Regions from separate parts of the Mus musculus genome. Here region 2 is linked to region 1. A link is a contact called in public Hi-C data. All regions are on one chromosome and are shown on one strand. The core of a region is the stretch at or near the end of the contact, and the rest is flanking DNA. Distances in the headings are between cores, read along the strand shown.

Region 1 (4,318 bases), core at 850-3,349:
AACTCTAAAAGAAAAAGTGTATCAGTGTCTTGCCTGTGTGTATTGTACTTATGTGCACCACGTGCATGCCTGAGCCTGTGGCAACCAGAAGAGGGGGTCAGATCCCCTGGAACTGGAATTAGTCACTATATGGGTACTTGGGAATTGAGCCTGAGTCCCCTGTAAAACCACTCAGTGCTCTTAACCATCTTAGATAGCAAGGTAGTGCTCTATCTTGGAGAGATATAATCCCAGAATAACCTTGGAGAATAACTCCAGAAGGGGCTTATTAAGACAGGGTCTCATGTAGCTCAGGTTGGCCTCAAACTCCACATAGAACAGAAGATGACCTGGATGATCTACAGTCAAAATGCTGGCATAACATTTCCAGAGTGCTGGGATTATAAATAGGTACCACCACAATATGTTTAGGCAATGTTAAGAGATCAAGTTTAAAGAGTTTATGACAGGTAAACACTTTACCAACTGCATTCCTTGTGTCGTTGTCCGTCCTCCCCCCCCCCCGCCGCCCCCCCCCCCAGTACTGGGATTGTAGGCAGCTCCGTCTGTCACTGAACCACACCCCCAGTCCCTAATTTACTTTTATGACTTCTGCCTGCATACCTCTCTTTATCTCCATCATCACCTTGAAATCTTTGGGGACTGGCCCAACTCCTGGCTTGCTGTAGTGGGGCTGGGGGATCGGATGTGTTGAGGAGGGTGAAATGAGTGGGAGGTGAGGCCCAGGGTTCAGTAAGCAGCCAAAGATGCCTTCCCCTATGCAACAGGACAGGCCATAGGGGATGCTCAGAGTAGGGCAGAGGCAGAATAAGTTTGAGGAAGCCGAGCGGTGTCAGTTTTCTCAAAGGATGTTTGCAGACCAACTCCCAACAGAACAAAACATGTCCAGTTATTTCTGAGGCCCTAAGTGACTGGCACCTCCTAGGTAGCACTCTAGGGGTGCCTGGGAAAGTAAGGTTATGGATGGTGTTTCACTAGCAAACTCACAACATTCCCTCTGTACCCCTGATACTTACACATATCAATTCGTTTACAACCCCCTGGGTAGAGAGGCCTGGAGGGGCCAAGTGGGATCTGTAGCACTGACCCTGCCCTGTGGTATTGGTGTGTGCCCCTTGTGAGAGACAACTATCACTGTGGTACTATTCAAACCCAGACTAGCCTTTTAAGCCTGACCGGGGGGAGGGGGGGGGGAGGATCTAGCCTAGAGGACAGAGAACAGAGTAGATCAGACTCATAAACCAGAAAGTCTACCCCTCGGTCTGGGAGGAATGGCAGTGGTACAAGACACGTTGGCATCTCGGGGCTGCCCATAGGTCTCAGCCAGCAAGGGTCTCAGAGAGGCACCTAGAACAGACATAGACAAGGGTTCTGCCCCAGCTCTAGGTTAACTTCTCAGTCTTATCCTAGGCCTTCTCACTGCCCATTACCCAGGCAACTTTGAAGCACAGTTGGCCCAAAGACCCCCCCTAATCCCTGGACACAGCCACCCTGCAATTTGGCAAGCCCACCTTTGGGCTTTGCCTCAGCGACCTTGCAACTCCAGCACACAGGCAGACCCTGCAAAACTTGTCACCTCTAGCAAAGCCAGCCCACACGTCCTGACTTCGGAGGATGCTAGAGGTGATAGTCACCCATTCAGCTAGGACGCAAGAGCGACAGGGTTGGGGGTTAGAAACTTTCCGGAGGATTGTCCTGCTCACTCACTCCTAGAGAGCGAGACAAGTCAGGCTTCCCGCGAAAATCTAGTCCAAGCAAGGGACCCAGCTCCCCAGGGCTGTGGCCACCCTACACCAACCCCGTGCAGCGTGGCGTCCACGTGCGGGGCCCCCCGACCACCTCTCCGAGCCGTGGCGGGAGGCTGCAGCCTCGCAGCCCCGTCACTCCCCGCCCTCCGCCGCGGGGCCCCAGAGCCCGGCTGCCGCGTACTCACCCTCGCGGGTGGAGCGGGGCGGGGCGAGGTAAATCCGCGCGCAGCTCCGATCCGTTAGGCGCCCCGACTGGCGGGGCAGCACTGGCGCAGTGGCTCCGCTCGGCCCGGTCCCTGTCCCGGGAGCGGGGCCGGCCTGGGAGCGGGCAAGTCCGCCTGAAGGGGAGGCGGGGGCCAGGGCTTGGGCGGGGGGCGGGGGGCGGGGAAGGGGCCGGACACGCTTGCGCACACGGTCGGGAAGCCGACAGCCGCGAACGCCGCGCTGGAGGGAGGGCGCACCGAGAGAGGGAGGGCGCGGAGAAAGGAGGGAGCTAAGAAGGGAGGGAGGGCATCGAGGAGGGAGGGCGCGCCGAAGGAGGGAGGACGCAGAGAAAGGAGGGAGTAAGGAGGGAGGGAGGGCGCAGAGGAAGGAGGGCGAGGGTGTGAGGCCGCGGGGAGACTGGGGTTGGCCTGGAGGCCTCCCTGGCCTGGAGAGAGACGGCCGGGGTGCGGGAGGCTGGATCGGGTGAGGGCAAACCCAGGGCAAGCGCTGCCTGTGAATGGCTCCAAGATGAGTATGCCCAACGTTGCCTCTAGCACTGATCCCACGCTCTCCTGGAAACAATAACCAAGAAAGGCTTCTTTGCTGTCCCCGCGCGGTTAAAAAAAAAAAAAGTATCCTTTTCTCTCTACAGAAACTCAAGAACAGGAATAGAAGTCCATCCTTCCAATATCCTCCCATGCCCTCATGGCAGTCAGGTGACCTAAATTGACGAGCCTTTTCTCTGCCCCAGGCCGGCCTATGCGCCCCAAACTGCTCCCTTAGCTCTTCCTCCTTTGCATACCCTCTCTTAGCCTTGGATAACTTCTCAGTTTCCGTTCTTGCTGAAGGCGCCAGGCATCCTGTCTCCAGAGGAAACCCCTTCAAGCCTTTAACCCTGATGCCGTGGGCTCTAGAATTGCCTGGACTGCAAACAGTGCAGAAACCACCCTGCAGGACTGTCCATTTCAGGAGTCAGCACAGTGTTACCCAGTTCCTAGCTTGAGCACCCTGGGGCTACAAGGAAAGTATTAGATCCAGTCCCCCTTCCCCCGGAAGCTTGCTATCTAGTTGCAGAGAAGGGGTGGCGGGTGTTGTGCTGGACTCCCATCAAGAAACAGGCGGCACAGGATGTGACTAAGTGTAAGTAAGATGTGAATAACTGACAGTAAGTGCCCAGGGTTTTAACGGAGTTTAAAGTCATCGTCAGGGGAAGCTGGAGGTCTCATGTGTTGGGACTCTCCAATTCACAACAAAACGAAGAGGTGGCCTCCAGCTTCTTCCATTCCGGCTGTTTCCATCTGAATTATACCTTGCATAGGTGGAAGCTCTTTGGCAGCTCACCAAAACCTAGTTTTATTTGAATGGTACCTTTGGCCTGACAGTCACCTAGTCACTCAACAAATATTTATTACATTTCATGTCCTGGTCTGGAGCTAAGCTGGGAATAGACAATACAATGACTATGTCTCTGTGTTTGGCAAGGGAAAAAGAAGAAGGCAAAAGAAAAACTGCTCGGGGAGAAAGAACAACTGAAATATGTCTGGCAAGTTGATTCAAGAAACAGTTGCCCGGCCTCCAAACCTGGATAAGTCTTCACCAAACTAGGTACAAAGACAAGTTCTTGCTAAAGGTAAAAATCCTTCTACCATAAAATTGAGCTTAAGAATCAGCTTTTTTTTTCTTCTTTCTTTTGAGCCTAGAGACTTGAGTCCTAATCCTGCTTCTGCCACTAAATAGCTTTCCTTTTCTTAATGGGGGGGAAAAAAAAGATCAGTGGAAATAACTGAGCTTATTCAAAGAGCATTATTAGTATTGAATGAGACAATGGAGGGGAACTTGTCCTGAAATCACCATATGATATATATGTGCTCAATAAACATGCAGACAAATGCCTTTTAAACATATAACATGCATGCACTCAGAAGCACAGCGTCAAGCCTATCCTAGCCCCCATCATCCACTTTATCTTACTATGTGTTTATGACTTGTCTCTTGCACTTTCTTCTTCCTCCACCAGCACCCCTTAGGGGAAAAAAAAAATCCCACTAAGTAACCCAGGCTGACCTAGAACTTGTGATCCTCCTGCCTCACCCTTCTGAGAACCAAGATTACACAGTTTCTTAACAGTACAGACAGAAGCTGAACCAGCAACTTAGAATCCCCTGTATCTCTGAGGAAGAGAAGGAAGCGATTCTAACATAAGGACTTCTTTCATCCTAGACTTCTGGGTTCTAGGTTCTTGCCAATCCCACTGCACCCCTTGACAGGACACTACAAGTTGCTTACCATGAGTCAGGGATGTAACAAGCTGGGCTTTGGCCTTAAGGGACTATTCCTTTCCGAGGTTAGCTGTGATGAGGTGAGCC
Region 2 (4,318 bases), core at 816-3,315, 320 kb after region 1:
AATATAGGTAAATGTCAGGAACAACTGGTGATGCTCTGATTTAGTCAGTTATTCTGAACAGTTTAACTATTTTGTGTATTTAAAGCATGCTTCCTTCTGTGTAACATCATTAGTGCCTGGGAGCTGAGGTCATGTTTTGCTTGTTTGTGTTTTAACTGCTTATTATTACAGGGGTTCCTTTGAGTGTGTAAATAGCAAAACATACATCCTGGCTTCTGTCTATTTGCCAGGGAAATTTCTGACAGTTACTAAGCTTTTGTGGTATGAGAACAGCAGCAATTAGTATTCTCTGTTTTATAATAATTTGGTATCTGTTCAGCGAGTAATCATATACATTGCCTGGCTGGAGGTAAATCTGGCAAGGGAAACGAGTGTTTAATGGATAAAATACTACTTTTATCAGGCCAAGAGATTATTCTAGTGACATCAGAACTTGGCAGCCTCTTTTCAGTCCAATAAAAAGAAAAAGCAGCTTGATGGGGGGTGGGGGGGGGGAGACATCTTCCCCCTGCCCATTTCTTTTGGCTTCTCTTCCTGATTTTGGCCTCAGGGAGTGTGTATAACAAAATAACAACATGGTGAGTCACAGGTGGAAGGTCTAGGGAGTGAATGGTTTTAGCTGGAACCGAAGGACTTATCAGTCAGTACCCATGTTCCCGTCTTGATGGCGATGAGGAGGGCAGGACAGGAGCCCCAGGAACCCACACTCGTAAAACGGGTTCCTCTTCATGGATTGACAGACAGACCATATGTAGCTGGCAACTTGACGGCATTTGGTGCATGTGGCAGGGTGTGGAGAAGGGAAGGCTGGGCGCAGGGATGGAGATGATTTCCAGTTGTTGGTATCCTAGCATCTGAACGTTAGCTCCAGTCGACCTAGGGACTAGAAAACCCCAAGAAGAAACGTTTAGGTTCTTAATAACTTCTAAAAACTTGGCTGGCACCCCACTGAAGACTCACTACTGTGCGGAGGCCATGACTTACCTCACAGTTACAGCCTACTGAGCGACTGCCATTTTATTATTTTATTATCACAGTGTTTATTAGGTGGGCATGTGAGTGGTGCATGTCTGTTTCTGTGTCTGTGTGCGCAGTTATGTAGGAGCCGTGTCTGCGGCATGCCATGAGGCAGAGGGCAACTATTATCTCCTACCTTGTGGGATCTAGGATTGAACTCAGGTCTTCAGGCCTGTGTACAAACACCTCTACTGACCGAACCATTGGCCAGTTATTTTTGGGACAGGATCTTGTTGTATGAGCAGGCTAGCCTTTGACTTGGGGCAGTTCCCCCACCTTCTCCTGAGTGGTGGGATTCCTGGGGGCTCTAAGATTCCATTTTAAAGGAGATGTTCTAGTTTTCCTTAAAGCCTTAGATGCTCTTGAAGAAGGAAGTGCACACTGTTTTGAGAAGCACACAGTTTTGCTGAGATGGTGTGGGTAGATTAAGTGTCTTCCTAACTCAATTCTACACATGTGCATCTCTGAAACATATTTTCCAGCTACATTCTGATTGGATTTTCTCTCATTTCTAAACCAGTGTAGTTTTATTTATAGTTATTGAAAAATATTTAAAAGACAACACAAAATACTCATGGAAGCAAATACAAAATGTAGAGCAGAGACTGAAGGGAAGGCCATCCAGAGACTGCCCCACCTGGGGATCCATCCCATATACAGTCACCAAACCCAGACACTATTGTGGATGCCAAGAAGTGCTTGTTGACAGGAGCCTGATATAGCTGTCTCCTGAGAGGCTCTGCCAGAGCCTGACAAATACAGAGGCAGATGCTCCCAGCCAACCATTGGACTGAGCGCAGGGTCCCCAGTGGAGGTGTTAGAGCCAGCTGAAGGGGTTTGCAGCCCCTTAGGAGGAACAACAATATGAACCAACCAGACCCCTCCCTCGCCCCCCAGAACTCCCAGGGACTAAACTGCCAACTGAGAAATACACATGGCTCCAGCTGCATATGTAACAGAGGATGGCCTTGTCAGGCATTATTGGGAGGAGAGATGGCCCTTGGTCCTGTGAAGATTTGATGCCCCAGTGTAGGGGAATGCCGGGGCAGGGAGGTGGGAGTAGGTGGGTGGGGGAATACCCTCATTGAAGCAGGGGTATGGGGGATGGAATAGGGTGTTTCCTGGAGTGGGGGGACCAGGAAAGGGGATGACATTTGAAATGCAAATAAAGAAACTATCAAGAAAAAAAAAAGACAACACAAATCCCTTTTGAGGCTATAACAAAAATAAAACAGATCCATTTTCTCCCCAGTCCTGGTTCTAAGCTCTAGTTACCATATTTTAAATTATTTTGTATTTTAGTTGGATTTTGCCCAGAAAATAAATTTTATTAATCTTGCTCTGACTATCATTATCTATGGGTCTTTCATATAAATTTCATCATGTATTTGAGTTAAATTCTTTTTTTTTTTTCTGGATTTCCTGGCTAGCTAAAGTTAATTTTGAGTCATTGTAACCCTGGTTGTTAGCCACGGTTTCCTATTAAGCTAGCAAACACAATTGTCATGATTTGTTATTTCTTTTGTGTTTGAGGATGTATTTTAAAAAGAACTATTGTCATAGTGGTTAGGTCTTAGAATAATTTCCCATTTGTTGCTATGACAGCGGCCACAGTGGGGTTTTAAATTATACAGTGCAGCTTGCAGAGGTTTGCTATCAAGCCTTTGTGGCATCAAATAAATTTTAGCTCAGGGATTTGACTATGTGTATATTACTTATGTTAATAGGAATATTTTAGTTAACCCCCAAAGTGGGCTTCTTAAATGTGAACTTACCTCCCATGCCCTTGGAAATGATCATAAAGATTATTTGAAGGAGCCTCTCAGTGTGTTACTTCTTAATTTGAGATTTTTCTTCTCAATATAGTAGATTACTAGGGGAAAGATAAGGAAGTGGTTAGCCCCATAAGCAGAAACTAACATTTGGTTAATTTCTTGTTTTCTTAGCTAGCTGTACACACACACACACACACACACACACACACACAGAGTTGAGAGAGCATATTTCACTAGTTGGAATTATAGATTTTAGCAGGCATGGAACCAAAACAAGAAGGTCACACATACTAAAATTCTATAGCTCTTCAGCAACCCAGAGTGAGAAACTGTTCTGAGCAGTTCTTGTACAAATACGGTTCTTTTTTTTTTCTTTATGTTGAAATGTGAGGGTTTTGGGGGCTGGGGGTGGGAGTGGACTTTAACATTTAGTAGGCAAACAAGATCCCCACTTGCTTATAAAAGTTCTTTCTAACTCACTGAAAACTACTAGCATCTTTTGTGTCTCAGGTCACCTAGAGTGAACGCAGCCTGTGCACTCGGGGAATCTGACAATACATAAGACTGGGACAAAGGAGTGAAGCATTGCTTTTGCAGAGCAAGGCTCTTGTCTGTTGGGGTGCCCTGCAGACTCCTAAGAATGGTGCCTCCAGGAGATAGGGAAGGAGAGGTACTGACCTAGTCTGGTCATTGCACGCACAGACAGGCCCAAGAGGAGTCATAGACACCCTGTCCTCAGGACCCCTGATGAGCAATTGCAAACTCTTGTATTGTGGTTCTTTTTACTCCTTATATAGAATACCTTTCTCCTTCCCTGTGTTTCTGATGCTGACCATCACTTCTTAAATAATCTCAACAGAGCCCTTTCTACTTTACACAGCATCTCACGGCTGCCTTTTCTGCCTCTCTGCTTATCAGAAATGCGTGAGATAGAGTTTTTGTGAGCAAGGACATCATGAAGGCCATCTATGAGCACTGATATCAGATGTAAAAGTTGTAACCCAGCTCAGAGTCAGGTAGCCATTCAAACTCTCCCTACTGAGTGCCGGCAAAGTATTATTTGAAATTTCTAGCTTTCTTTTAAAGACTTATTTTAGGTCAATGTGTATGTCCTTGGTAGATGAAAATTGTTAAAATTCTGAGTCTTTCTTTTGCCGTTGATAATTCTAAGCCACAATTTCTACATCCTAGAGTCGATGGACCTCACAGGAAACACTGAAATGGATTTTGCTAAGCTGAAATCAACTCCTCAGTCAATGTCTTGTATTTTATGTCCCTGCCTGGACCCCAGCTTTCTAACCTTTTCTTTGGAGCAGGGGAACCACTTGGATGTTCATTCATTTACAATATTGTCTGGGCGGAGTGTGAAGCTTCAAAGGCTCTCCCTGTTACAGTAAAAGCAAATGCAAAGGAGACATGTGAGAAGTAAAGTTATTTTTTTTTTCTCTTTATTGTTTGGTTGTAGCACAAATACAATCTCTAGATTGCTATGTTCTGCCTCTGATCTTACTGGTTATTCTCTGGTA

The links. A called contact is a pair of places that touch in the nucleus more often than the background predicts.
Region 2: a contact with region 1 is called in a Hi-C map of CD8 T cells, with 1.7 times the contacts expected there. The contact joins the enhancer-like site here to the promoter of St3gal4 in region 1. A contact is called at or near these places in 6 of 39 promoter capture datasets (the C10 cell line, the HPC-7 cell line, embryonic stem cells and 3 more), 11 of 484 Hi-C or Micro-C datasets (CD4 T cells, CD8 T cells, Th1 cells and 5 more), 6 of 115 datasets of contacts at active chromatin or transcription factors (effector CD8 T cells, embryonic stem cells, memory CD8 T cells and 3 more) and 1 of 9 other capture datasets (adipose tissue).

The regions. Positions count from the first base shown.
Region 1 is chr9:35,114,765-35,119,082 of GRCm38.p6, forward strand. St3gal4 (ST3 beta-galactoside alpha-2,3-sialyltransferase 4) reads right to left here and starts at 2,100. Exons shown (of 11, transcript NM_009178.4): 1 at 1,934-2,100. It overlaps 4930581F22Rik (RIKEN cDNA 4930581F22 gene), which reads left to right and starts at 1,964. Exons shown (of 6, transcript NR_029475.1): 1 at 1,964-2,076; 2 at 2,605-3,582. It overlaps LOC115487216 (a long non-coding RNA gene), which reads right to left. Exons shown (of 3, transcript XR_003948311.1): 2 at 4,239-4,318; 3 at 2,436-2,524.
Region 2 is chr9:35,431,081-35,435,398 of GRCm38.p6, forward strand. It overlaps a transcript of Cdon not described here. Among named protein-coding and RNA genes, the nearest start is that of Cdon, 19 kb to the right of the region's middle. Within about 2 kb of position 2,066, at least 11 of the 459 cell types and tissues checked have an H3K27ac peak or open chromatin away from gene starts, as enhancers often do. A contact at or near this core is called in CD8 T cells and regulatory T cells, where this site is marked.